Linked DNA regions of Hordeum vulgare: region 1 is linked to region 2. Evidence: chromatin contacts called from public Hi-C data. All regions are on one chromosome and are shown on one strand. Each heading gives the region's core, a stretch centred on a gene start, on an enhancer-like site or on the middle of the called end of the contact. The rest is flanking DNA. Distances are from core to core; before and after follow the strand shown.

Region 1 (7,346 bases), core at 460-2,959, 230 kb after region 2:
CATACCGAGAATTTAATAAGAAATCAATGAAATAAATATTTATTGGAACATCGGGTGCTAGTCCTCCCAAATATTTCCAAGAACAAGAAAATAGTACGATCGGGTGTGTGGAGCGACGCCTCAAAATGATAAGATATAAATCATGCCTCAATCGGGCGTCTTAGCGACACCACATAAAGGGCTTATAAGAAATAATAACATGCATGCCATAGTCGGGCGTCTGAGCGACACCACATAAAGGGCTTATATGAAATAATAACAAGCATGCCACAGTCGGGCGTGTGAGCGACACCACATAAACGGCTTATAAGAAATAATAACAATGAATATCGAGGAGGTAGAACCGTCCCAGGGATATTCAACACTCATGTATCATAAATGTTAATCCATGCTAAAATAATAATTTTTATCATCCACCATATTTCACGATTTTCTCATGATCAGGTTAACTTCCTCTCAAGACCAACACTCAAACCGACACTTGACCTGTGAACCAGTCGCCCTTGACAATGGACATGACTACTCGAATAGTTTTGACTCTGTAGAGGGTGTACTCTTTACCCACAACCCACGGGTTTCAATATTCACTCAGAATAATCCCGCGTATGGTATCTCAGAAGTAAACACTCACAACCAGTACACACCCATTTCCCCTGCTAAGACCGGTATCACTCGGACTACGCTGCGAGAGAAAAATCATAAGACGGTAGGCTCCAACCTCGACTAGCATGGGATCGAATTTATACCGCGCGCTACAAGGGGAGAGCTCTTCCCCTCTCGGTCCCAGACTAGAAACGCCCATGCCCCCTGATTGGACGACTGGTTTTATTCCAGTGCCCCGGATACCTTCATCCCAGCCCTCTACTTAGTGTGTAACTGATAATAGATTTACGACTTACTGAACCATATTCCCTTTTAGGAAGACCTATGGTGGCATGAAAGGGTAAGGTGACACACTGACAAGACTCGATCTACGATCTACTTAGGAGGTTTAAGTTATTCCCTACATGATTAGCACAACAAAAGTGTTTCAGGATTCCAAACAGAATCACCACCTTTCATACCCCAACATGCCTCGTTGACCATCCTCGTCCTACAAGATGTCAGTCCCCAGGGTCATGTCTTTCCGACACACCGACTCTTCTCAGATCCCATCTTGTAGGCATGCATGGCGGGAAGGAGTGACTACTATCACATGTATCTCTATATGTACCACAAATAATTTCTCACCATGTACTCATGTGCATCATTATATCACCACATGAAATATCATTACTATTTTAACATGACAGCAATATTCCTCCATGACAACAATTCACACACAAGCATAATATACCCAAGATCACAATGCTTGCCTCCAAGTGTAGAGAGGTAGGTTACACTCCAAAACTTTTGAAAGTTTACTCCTCTCTCAATATCCTATTTTTGAAAATATTCTAATTAACACATAATTTAAAAACAGTACAAAAAGTTATCTTAGAAACTTTTCAAATAAATAATAAAATAAACTAGATAAAATTTGAAAGAAGTGAGAAAAAGAATCAACTCATTTGGAGTTTTATTTTAGAAGTTAGGGCAAGTCAAAGTTTGGTCAAAGTTCTGTTCAAAATAAATCAGAAAATAAAAACGGTTCGGAGAGGAGTATGCAAACGCATGGAGAAAACGTACTCTACGGAAAGGCCTCTCCACTTATCCAGCGCACGCATGACTCACAACTCACTAAAAGTGGGCCCGCCTGGCCCAGAGGTCAGGTTTGACTGGTTTCCTCCTTCCGCGACAGAACCAGGACGGATTTTCGACAACCAACGCCGGTGAGGGGAGGCTTCCCTCGAGGGGGGGCGAGTACATGGGGGTGCTTGGGAGGTCACGGTGATCCTGCGGAGGGGCAGCGAGGTCGCGAGAGGGGGCTGAATCGCCGGTAGCGAGCTCGCCGGAGAAGCTCCGGCGGAACCAAAAGCGGGCATCTCTCTTTGGTGCTCCCCTCGCTAAAATCAGCATTAGGATGGATCCATGGGAGCTCCACGGGGCTATAGGAGCAAGAGAGGGAAGGGGATGCGCTTCGGTCAGGGCGAATTTGACCTAATGGTGCCAGCGGCCATTTGTATCAGAGACGAAGGGGATGGCCCTCTCGGTCTCAATTGGCTCAACTCGAGGGCTCCTGCGGTTTAATGGAGGGCTCGTGCTTCGGCTGCGAGCTTGGGGCACCCTATTTATAGCGCATCGAGGTCGGTTCTGCCGTGGCCGTGGATGAACTCGACGGCCGACCGTTTCTGGCGCTACAAGCATGTGGCGACGCACGGGAAGGTCGAGGGGGTGTCCAGTTTGGGGCTGAGCTAGCGGACGAGGGGAGAGGACGGGCGCAGGGGCGAGCTGGCGGGAGTAGCGGCTTTGGTGGTGCTGCCATTGCCGCGGTACACACTGTAGGCGCGCAACAAGGGAGGTCAGCAGTGCCAGCGAGGGAAGACTGCGGCTGTCACTATGGGGGCGTCACAGAAAGAGTGCAGGTGGGTGCGGCGGCTCCTGTGCAGCACGTGCAAAATGCGTGCTCTCGCCGTGCTCTAGACATGCCCACCAAGTGCTCAACTAAAGGCCCGGGGCAACTAATGTCTTAGGATGCCAATGAAATTTACCAGATCCATTGACGAGGGTGATCTAGGGCTAGTGGACATGGTGGTTTGGTCACTGGGGCAAATACATAATGCAATTCTATAATAATGTCAATTCTATCCACGCACACTAAGTGCTCGATAGAATGCCATGGGCATCAAGACAACCTTGTTGGTGTTCAAAATTCTCAGGTTGGGGTCTCTTTGAATGATGAGAATGATGGCATGGTTGGTTTGGGCAAAATAAAAACTTCCTAGTGCAAGTTTTGCAAAATTTACTTTCTTTACAAAAACAAAATGGGGTTTTAGGATGGTTTCAAACAATGCCAATGGGGCTAAACTTCTGGATTAAGGGTTTGGTATGGTGCTCTACAAGCAGTAAAAATCTCAAAGGCTTCGGGGACGAAAATAAAAGGGTTGCAGTGCAAACTGCTAAAAGGTCGAGAATAGAAAAGGAGATGTGGTGATCAAAATTTTCAAAACACCAAAGTGGGTTTTTTGCATAAAAGTGATTTACATACTTCCCTTGAAATCTCCCAATTTTTGTAGCATTTTTGAAAGATTAGGTCTAGTGGTTGTAGTTCAAAATACCAACTGGACCAGACAAGAAAAGAAGATAATATGCTCAAGTTTTTCAAAACACTTGGCTAGGTTTTTGCATAAAATTGATCCATGGACATCCTAGGTCATCTACAATTTTTTGTGAAATTTTTAAAATAAGTTACCAAATGTTTGTAGTGCAAATTAGGTCTTTAAAAGAATTAAAGAGCAATTTTTGAATAAGTGAAGCTTGGAAAAATATTTATAAAAAGGCCTTCACTAGACTTGCCAAATGAAAGGAAAATTAATGAGGCAAGCACTCAAGTCATATCATACTTTTCAAAAACTTCTACTAGGAGGAGAAATTATTATAATCCAGAGGAATGAAGTGGATCTGAAATCAACTGAAAACCCAGAAATAAATATTTAAATAATTATGACCAAATTTTTGTAATAAAATCATGGTTAAATTTTTGGGGTGTTACACACCGCACCCTCTCTAGCTGCCCCCACCACCCAACCGTGATGCGTCCGACTCGTACTCCCCGCCCGACTCATGGAGCCACTCCGCTCAGAGCTCGCCATGCAACCAACCAACACCTCCCACCTCATGCACCCCCTTCGTGCCACACCCATGTCCGCTCCCACGCGTGCGAGCTTGCCGGCTGTGTCCCCGCCTACCTCTCCACCCGTTTCACCTCTTCCGCCTCGCGCCATCCCAGCTGTCCCGCCCAAAAACAACCACAGCATGTGTACCCGAGCCAAGTCCGGTTTCCTCCAACCCAAAGCACTGTTCCACCATTCCATCACAACCGATCGCATATCCCCGCTCCCTTCCTCCTACAAACAGGCCCTTAAGGATCCAAATTGGTACAATGCGATGTTGGAGGAATATAATGCTTTGTTACAAAAAGATACTTGGTCGTTGGTGTCTCCTCTTGCAGGTGTTAACCTAGTGACGGACAAGTGGATCTTTCGCCACAAGATGAACCTCGACGGATCTCTCGCTCGTTACAAGGCACAATGGGTCTTCCGCGGCTTCACACAACAACATGACGTCGACTTCGAGGAGACCTTCTGCCCCGTCGTCAAGCCGGAAACAATCCGCGTCATCCTTCGCCTCGTCGCCTCCACTGACTGGCCCGTTCACCAATTCGACTTGAAGCACGCATTTCTTCACGGCCACCTCGACGCCATCGTCTATAGCCAACAACCGCCCAGCTTTGTCGATGCCTCACGGCTGTCCCATATGTGCTGCCTGCATCGCTCGCTCTACAGGATCAAACAGGCTCCACGCGCGTGGTTCCAGCGCTTCACCAACCACCTCGCTCTCCTCGGCTTTGCCGCCTCCAAGTGCGACACATCATTGTTCATCCTCAACCGTGATGGTGACACCACTTACCTCCTCCTCTATGTCCATGACATTATCTTGACTGCTAGCTCCATATCCCTGCTCTGCCACATTATCTCGCAGCTTCATCGCGAGTTCTCCATGACTGATGTTGGCGATCTCCACCATTTTCATCGGCAGCAGATTCAGTTTTACTACTGTGCACCTGTAACTTATGGAATGATTTTTCCCTATGGTTCTGTTTCTCTATGGAAATTTGCATGGTCTAGCTGGATTGACATTTTGCGGGTGATTCAAAACACATCTGCACTTTGGTCATGCATCTTGTGGGCACTTGTTCATGCAACAAATTCAGTCATGGACAAAAATAGTCCCTCCCTACTGGATTACTTGCTATGATATTGTGATTCTAGACAAGTGACTTTTCTCTCAAGAACGCTAGATGTTCAATTGCTCCTGGAACTTGCTAGACACAACAAACAAGCGGGATCAAAAGGAAGGAGAAATGATGCAGCTCCATCCTACTGCTGCGACCAGGACCTCGACCAGGCTTACTACTTCAACCAAGTCTATGTTAACCAAACACTACTACCTCGACGCTTCGTTCGGCCAAGTGAACATCAACAACGACTACTTCCTTGAGCAAGTCAGTATCATCTGCTACCTCAACCTTGCCAGGTTCCGCCTCAACTACCGCACCCACCACAACCTCAACGAAGTCATGAAGCATCAAGTACCATGGGATCTAGGACGTTTTCCATGGCATCCACTTGAGGTCAAGCTGAATTTTAAGGAGTGGGAAAATGTTAGCGAACCCTACTGGTCTGCTGGGGTGGGCCATATGCTGCTCGGCTTGGTCTGCATGGAGGCCTGGCAAGGAATCAACTATATATACAAGGCAATCGGCAATAGACAAGGTGGATTGGAAGTCGGAACGGGACGGCTTCGGCCTCCTCTGCTTGTGCCTTCCTCTTCTCTTGTGTTTCCCTTCTTCCTTGTGTTGATAGAGTTGAGGAAATCTATGGTTGTAATCTCCATTGATGAGGAATAGAGGGTGTATTGTTAACAGAAGTTGTAGTGGTAAAGAAAAATCAAGGCAAGTTAAGTTAGGGAAATGCAATAAAGGTGAGACCTTTGAGGTCCCGTACATGGACAGTGGCCTAGAGCATGCATGACACCTTCTTTCAAGCCTCGAGGGAGCGGTCCATGAATCCTCCATCTCTTTCAGTGCCACTCAAACATCTCACTTGGCTGCGCCATGGCCGCCTCCAGTTTGCCACCATTGTTACTCGTCACCTCTCCCACATCATCGCCCTCCGAGGGATCGATAGAAGACGTGTCTATAGGGGGGTGAATAGACTACTTGTCACGATAAAAATTCTATCCTTACCAATTTTGATAGAGGGAAGAATTTCAGCAATACTAACAAGTCTAGTGCACCCTACACATGCTAGTCAGCATATATGGCAGCGGAAAAGTAAAAACTTTGCACATGTAAAGAAGTAGAGTTTAGGAAAATCCAACGCGAAGAAGTTGATACGATGATTTTTGGCATGGTTCCGATAGGTGGCGTTATCGTACGTCCAGGTTAGTGGATACTTCAACCCATGGAGGGTAACGGCTCCGAGAGTCCACGGAGGGTCCACAAAGAAGCGTGTAACGACTAAGATGCGACCCTTTCCTTATTTGGGGGTGAGGCCTCAAAAGGGGAAAGGGGCGCATCTATGCGTTTCGCAAAAGGGATAATCATCACAATACATAATTAAAACAGTAACAAGTAGGGCATACACTTGCCATCTGTTAAGAATATAGCATGTAGCTTAGAGACACACATTATTCAGAGTTGCACACAGTCCAGCTACGGACTCAAACAGAAAACAAATAAACTAAGACATCCCGCATGCTGGCCCACGATCACGACTACGGCCTTAGTCTTCCGGATAGTTCACATACAGACGGCGAGAGTCCTCATCGAACTCCCACTTCAGTTGGTTGTCATCAGGATCTCCTGCGTCGGGCGTACCTGTACCTGTTGAGGTTTGTAGGAATCTGTGAGCCATGGGGACTCAGCAATCTAATGACCTTGGTACTGAATCTAGCCAAGTTATTAGGTGAGGAAGGTTTAGTGTATGGGTTTGGAGCAACCTAAGCATATATGGTGGAAACCTTACGTTGATCAGAGTATCATATGGTGGTCTACACAAGCGATCGAAGACTAGATGACCACTAAATGGTCCTGAACACCTACTTACGTCGAACATAACCCCACCGTGTTCTTGATCGGAGAACGGTCTCCGAAGGAGACGGTCACGGCTATGCACACAGTTGGCAGTTTTATTAGAGTTACTTCAAGTTGTCTAGAACCGGATGTTAACAAAATATCCACATTTGCCACATAACCGCGGGCACGGCTTTCCGAAAGATTAAACCCTGCAAGGGTGCTCCAACTAGTCCATCACAAACTGCCACGGGCCGCAAAGTAATCATCTATCACGAAACTCGTGATCTCATCGGATTCCTTAGAGGAAAACCTCAACTTTGAGGAGGCCCAAAGTTTCACCGGAATCCCTATGCGCAAGATATATTGCTAAGGTAAGACAACTCTAGCAGGACCTCCTGTCGTGTCGACGACCCTGATAAGAGCCGCGTGTCTCAGTCTCAGGACACGAAGGATGAGCAATGGTTACCACGCCAAAACACCGAGTTGCCCCGGGGAGCGTAATAAGCTGCTCTGGGTTGGACCAACACTCATGAGGAGCACTGGCCCGGGTTGTTGATTAAATCCTATGGGTAGCTATTCCCTATGCAAATTATTATTAGGTGATTAGCAAGTTAAAACCAATGTTCGG
Region 2 (6,918 bases), core at 2,116-4,615:
CCCACATGCAGTATACACCTATATGATGCTGTGGATTTTCTTTTATTTTTCAGAACTTTTGAAACATAGGAACCATTATTTTCGAACTTTTGAAGAAAAAAAAAAAACTCCATGAAGGACCAAAAGGCCTTTCCCATTAGGGCATGCGCAGCCGGGTAAGAGGCGAGCACTTTTAGGTGGGATCATGGCGGGGAAGTGGTTCGGCACTCACCGCTCACCGCTCACCACGACAACTCATACCCAACATTATTCTACTTGGAGCAGCCCCACCCCCCAATCTTGCATGCTTGCCAGGTACTATGAGATGTACTAGTAGCATGAACATAAACGTCGATGTAGTACTACTTGCTGCTATGCGTACTATAGTAGATAGATGCGAAAATGACTTTTGGAGCTCGGCCTTCATGAAGACCAAAATTCATTAAAACTCATATATTTACATTTTTAAAAAATCTGAAAGAAATACGGATATACATGAAGGCATAACACACATGTGTGTACATTTTTAAAACAAAATACATTGAAATGAGTTATATGCAAAAAAGATAAATTTATGGCTTTTTAACCCATGATACTATTTATCATAAAAGTACATGAATTTGTTCTTTTTTACACATATCGCATCTTAAGGCGTTTCATCCTGGATTTTTGCACACATATACATTTCATTCTTGTGTAGTTGCATATTGTTTTTCAGTTTTTTTTAAACCAAAAAAATTGAATTTTTTTCAAATAAAGGGTTTCATGAAGGCCGATCTCCAAAACGCCCTACTCAGATAGATAGGAGTACTAGCTTCATCGTGCATTTGTTCCACTTGCCAGGGTATTGACTTTGGTTTACAGTGGGGCAACACTTGGGACGCGGCACATGGCACTTGTACCTTGTAGAGGAGCATTTGCGCACCTCTTTACACGCCCAACAGCGCACACGGGTAGTACATACTAGCACTAGCACTAGCACCGGAGGGCATTTCCCACGGCCACAGCAGAAGCAGCCCCCAAATGTACTGTATGGCAATGACAGATATGGCGCCAAGAGTACGTAGTACACCAAACGAGGAGCCTTTCATACTATTCAATGTGCCCCGGCAAATTGCGTTTGCGTTTCTGGATCGGAATGTGAAACCCAGCATTTTATTTTTGGCACGCACCCAGCCAGCCTGAGTAGGCGTAGGCAGTGAGGTGAGGTGAGCTGAGGACCATCATCGCTTTACAGCCCAGACCTCGCAGCCATCGCACCACTCCCTCCGAGTCCGACCACACTTGGGCTGGGCATCATCAGAGAAAAGCCACGACGCAACAGAAAAGATGAAGAAAACAAATGACCATCAAAGAAAAAGGAACATCGCCGAAAAGAGAGAGAGAGAGCAGGGAAAAAGCGCGCCACAACTACTTCCCCGACACATGCTGGTCACATCGAATTCTCTCTCTTTTCCGCCATGGCGAGAGGAATTTTCCAGTAATTAAACTGCCGCGCATCTACCGTTCTATGTAGCCTAGGTGTAGGTGTAGCCACCTGCTTGCGGACGACCATCAATGCCGGACAATTCCGGCAGAATCTTGCACTGCACGGTGCCATTCTGTGTGTCCCCGTCGGTAGCGTGAACGAGTAGTACCATCACTTATTGATGAATTTCTCGCGCGACGCCGGCCTAATTTTTGCCTATGATGGCGCACACGACGCAGCAATCCTAGCCAGGCAAAGCGGGTAGCAGGCAATGCAGTGAGCAGTGATGCTGCGAGTGCGACGGCGATCACGGTGACAAGGGCGGGCGGCGACGTATATTTGGTTTCAGAAAAGAAAACAAGATGATGATGATGATGGTAGGCTGACCGTGGAGCATGGCGGAGAGGCTGCCGTTGGGGAGATAGTCGTAGACGAGGAGCTTCTCGTCCTTGGAGAAGTAGTAGGCGCGGACGGGGAGGAGGTTGCGGTGCTCCACCCTGCCCAGCGCCTCCATGTGCGCGTCGAACTCGCGCCGCGCCACCGCCACGTCCTTGAGCCGCTTCACCACCACCGTCGTCCCCTCCTCCAGCACCGCCTTGTACGACGTCCCCACGCTCCCCTTCCCCAGCACCTCCGCCGACGCGCGCAGCAGGTCCTCCAGGTCGAAGCTGTACCCCGCGCCCTTTCCCAGGAACACCAGCCGGCTCGCCTCCCCCGTGCCGGCGCCGGCGGCCACCGCCGCTGCAGCCGCCGACCCTGAGGTGCCGCCTCCCATGTCGTCCTTGGACGATGACGTCATGCCGGACGCCGGCGGAGCGACTCCTCTTGCTTCCCCCACCGCCGCCGCGGATGTGCCCTTTGGTTGTCCCTCGCGGGCGCCTCTCCGCCGCCGGGACCTCGCGCAGAGCAGGATGGCGGCAAGCAGGAGCAGGGCGACGACCACGGCACCCACGACGATGCCGGCAATCTCCGCGCCTGAGAGCTTCCTCTTCTTGTTAGACACCGCCCCGGGCTCGTCGCCCGGGCTCATCCCGGGAGCCGGCGATGGGGACGGGAAGAATGGGCTGCAAGGGGGCAGCGGTTTGCCGCAGAGCTGGAGGTTCCCGGCGAAGGCGTCCGCCGGGAAGTGCGCGAGGGCCTGCGGAATGGAGCCGTTGAGGCTGTTGTCGGAGACGTTGAAATCCTTGAGCTCCGGGTTGGCGATGCTGGGGATTTTGCCGGAGAGGCGGTTGCCTTGGAGGCGCAGAGAGCGCAAGGATGTGAGGCTGTTGAGCGCGAAGGGGATGGGGCCTGATAGATTGTTGTGGGAGAGGACGAGCCTCTCGAGGGCGGCGAGCTTGGCGACCCCCGCCGGGATGGCGCCGGAGATCATGTTGTTCTGCAGGAAGATGGCGCGGAGGCTGGAGAGCTGGAGCAAGTCGTCGGGGATGGTCCCGATGATGCGGTTGGAGCGGAGCGACAGCACCTGGAGGTTGGGGAGGCGGGCGATGGTGGCCGGTGGGATGGCGCCGACGAGGCCGACCCCCGGGAGGCGCAGCTGCAGGACGGTGGATTGGGCGGCGTCGCACGTGACCCCGACCCAGGTGCAGGCCGGCGTGGAGGTGTTCCAGCCGAGCTTCCGCTCGTGCGGCGTGGCCGTGAGGAACGCCAGCAGCGCGGACCGCTCGCTCGGCGGCGGCTCCGCGAAGGCGAGGCATGCGAGCGACGCGACGACCGCCAACAGCACCGCCGCGGACGCGCGGGGCACGGCCATTGCGACGGACGGACGGGTGGGCGCGTCTATGAAGAAGGCATTGGGGAGCAGAGCCGGAGCCGGAGCCGGAGCCGGCTTATTTGTTGGGGGGCGTGGATTTGGGGAAGAAGGGAGTGGGAATGTGCGCGCCGGGGAGAGTTTTATGCGGTGACTGACTGGCGACTAGTAGCTGGCATCGACGACGCACTGCCACTGGCTCGAAATGGCGCGCACACACACTGCCACAGTGCGCGCGTCCGTGACGGCGTCGGGTGTGCGTCCGTGCGTCCGTGTGCCGCGCTGCCTCGTGATCTGATTCTTTCTGTGGATGCCGAGCCATGTGTTTGGGCTTGTTGGTTTCTGGGCTGGCCGGGTCACCCTCACGCGTTCGAGCATGTTGGTTCCGGGATTTTCAACGAGATCTTGCGCTTGGACGAGTACGAAGGATCAAGCCACCGCAGCTTGACACAGGTCAACGGTTTCCGTGATGCTGTTGATGTGTGCGGTCTCTGATCTAGGATTCACTGGACCGAGATGGACCTTTGAAAGAAGGGTCGCAGGAGGAACCTATACCCGCGTACGCTTAGACAGAGCTTTAACTACTGTGGGGTGGCTGTCTATATTCCCGAGTGCCAGATTAGTGCACAAGGTGGCAGCAACATCCGATCACAACCCTATCTTGCTTGAAACTGAAAGCCTACTGAGCAACCCCGTGAAACGAACTTTTAAGTATGAGATGATGTGGGAATCGCATGATGGTTTCCAAGAGGAGGTGCAACAACATTGGCAGGGCTCTGGAGTGGTCTCAGCAGCAGATTTAAAAAGGAAGATAGACGCGCTGTCAAAAGGGCTCGGGCGCTGGGATACAAATACTTTCGGTAACGTCCGGAAGGAGATAAAACGTCTGAATGGAGATCTAGCAAACCTACGAGCAGATCAAACACGTACCCAACCTTCTAGAGTTGAAATAAAAAATCAGGGATAGACTGTCCGAGCTCTATTTCACAGAAGAGGTGATGTGGCGTCAAAGGTCTCGGGTATCATGGCTCAAAGAGGGCGACAGAAATACAAAGTTCTTTCATCTACGGGCATGCAAGCGTCGACGCAAAAACAGAATCCAGTCTCTGGTACGTGAGGATGGTACTACAGTTGATAATGCTGTTGAGCTAGAGCATATGATCACCGATTTCTACAAACATCTTTAGACATCCGAAGGTATATCCAATATGGAGGACGTACTTAACAGGGTTCCACGTAAAGTTACCCCGGAGATGAATAATCTGCTTACATCAGAGTTTACTCAAGAAGAGGTGAAGGAAGCTTTATTTCAAATGGCACCCACCAAAGCGCCAGGGCCTGATGGATTTCCAGCCCATTTTTTCCAACGCCACTGGAATGTATGTGGCACCGACATCACTGCAGTCACCTTAAAAATTCTGAGAGGAGAAGATGATGTGGCCATACTGAACGAAACTATTCTGGTATTGATACCAAAGGTAACAAGCCCCACACTCCTCACCCTATTCCGTCCTATCAGTCTTTGTAATGTCCTTTATAAAATAGCATCCAAGGTCCTAGCAAATAGATTGAAATCCATCCTCCCTGAGATCATATCCGAAGAACAATCAGCTTTTGTTGGAGGAAGAATCATTACAGACAACATAATTTCTGCTTATGAATGTCTGCACTTTATGAAACGAAGCAAATCGAAGAGGAATGGGTTTTGTGCCTTGAAATTAGACATGATGAAAGCATATGACCGGTTGGAATGGACATATCTGAGCGCTATGATGACCAAACTGGGTTTTGCACCATCTTGGGTTGATCTTATCATGCGGATGGTGAGCTCAGTTACGTTCTCAGTCTTATTTAACGGGAAGAAACTAAACAATTCAGTCCTACGAGAGGAATTCGACAGGGAGATCCACTATCACCCTATCTCTTTTTGTTGGCAGCAGAGGGCCTTTCGTGCCTCCTCAAAAACCACAATGAATCATCGCCTATTCACGGAATTAAAGTGGCACCAACGGCTCCGTCGGTAAGCCACTTACTGTTTGCTGATGATAGCCTGCTGTTTTTCAAATCGAGCTGTCAGGGAGCTACTATGGTATCTTCTTTGTTGGAAACCTATTGTAACGCTTCGGGACAAAGAATTAACCAATCTAAGTCCTCCATTTTCTTCAGCAAAGGGTGTTCAGATGCAGAGAAAGAGAGTATCAAAAACATTCTCAATGTGCACAATGAGAGTCTGAATGACAAATATTTGGGCATGCCCACAGATGTTGGCAGCAGCAAAAATGGGGCGTTTAAATATCTGAAAGGTAGGGTTTTGGGATAAAGTGAAAGGATGGATGGAAAAGATATTATCCTCAAGAGGGAAAGAAGTTCTTATAAAGTCCATTGCGCAAGCAGTCCCGGTTTTCTCTATGGCATGCTTTAAATTGCCCCGTGGATTGTGCCTCCCGATGAAAGGAAGACCAGCTGGGTATCGTGGGAGGTGATGACACAGCCTAAGTATGAAGGTGGATTGGGTTTTAAGGATATTGAACTATTTAACCTAGCCTTACTTGCTCGACAAGCTTGGCGTCTGCTCAAGGCTCCGGATTCCCTAAGGGGCAGGATCCTAAAGGCACGATACTATCCCTCTACTTGCTTCCTGGATTCTCAGCTCGGGAATAACCCTTCACAAATATGGCGAGCAATCATCGAGGGGAACGAAATTCTCAGGCTAGGACTGATCAAACGAATCGGGGACGGCTCAACCACAGAGATATGGAACCACAATTGGCTCCCGGAAGTTGCTTCCATGCGACCTATTGCATGTCTCACGGCCCAACGTCCCACCATGGTGGCCGAGCTCATTGATCACACATCAGCCAGGTGGAACCGGGAGTTGATCACCTCAACTTTTCTACCGATTGATGCGGATGTGATTCTCAACATCCCTCTTAGCACCCGACACTATGAAGATTACTGGTCATGGTCACAGGAGAAGAAAGGGTTGTTTACTGTCAGGTCTTGTTATCGCATGCTCATAACTACTAAGCTCCGAAGGGAAGCTTGGCTCGCAGGCAATGGCGGCCCGGCGGATGTCACCAGAGAGAGGAAATGCTGGGATGAATTGTGGCGGATCCAGGTCCCTTCCAAAATCAAGATTTTCTTATGGAGATTGGCCCAGACTTCTCTACCCACAACAGATGTTCGACACCACCGCAATATGGCACCTACCCGGGCCTGTGCGGTATGCGGGGCAGAGGATTCTTGGATCCACTCCCTGCTTACATGCACCATGGCGCGCTGTGTCTGGGTACTGCATAATCGAGAGTTAGTAGAACACATGTTGGCGACTGCAGAACCAGACGCAAAGTCTTGGCTATTCTCCATGCGCTCATCAGTGTCTGCGATCGAGATGACCAAGATCACGGTAACACTCTGGGCGATCTGGTACGCCCGACGTAAGTTAATTCATGAAGGAGAACACCAAAGCCCAGGAGCTACACTAGCCTTTGTCAACCGCTATTTAACAGACTTGGAACTGAACAAGCCATCACCAAGATCAGCCCCTACACCAGTGCACTCCAATACTCGGCGATGGATCAAGCCCCCTGCGGGTTGGACAAAGATCAATGTCGACGGCGCAGTCTGCAAAGCTCCTCCCATAGGAGCGATTAGTGCAGTATGCAGGGACGAGCAGGGAGCTTATCTGGGCTCACCCGCACTTGTCTTCCATGGTTTAATT

Evidence for each region. A called contact is a pair of places that touch in the nucleus more often than the background predicts.
Region 1: a Hi-C map of leaf shows a contact between it and region 2, with 2.4 times the contacts expected there. The contact joins the enhancer-like site here to the promoter of LOC123443852 in region 2. A contact is called at or near these places in 2 of 6 Hi-C or Micro-C datasets (leaf and seedling) and 1 of 1 datasets of contacts at active chromatin or transcription factors (embryo).

What each region holds. Positions count from the first base shown.
Region 1 is chr3H:358,040,147-358,047,492 of MorexV3_pseudomolecules_assembly, forward strand. No RefSeq gene overlaps it. Among protein-coding and RNA genes, the nearest start is that of LOC123439955, 86 kb to the right of the region's middle. Within about 2 kb of position 1,710, at least 2 of the 3 cell types and tissues checked have open chromatin away from gene starts, as enhancers often do. A contact at or near this core is called in leaf, where this site is marked.
Region 2 is chr3H:357,807,172-357,814,089 of MorexV3_pseudomolecules_assembly, forward strand. It overlaps LOC123443852 (probable inactive receptor kinase At2g26730), which reads right to left and starts at 3,366. Exons shown (of 2, transcript XM_045120391.1): 1 at 1,835-3,366. The coding sequence starts at 3,200.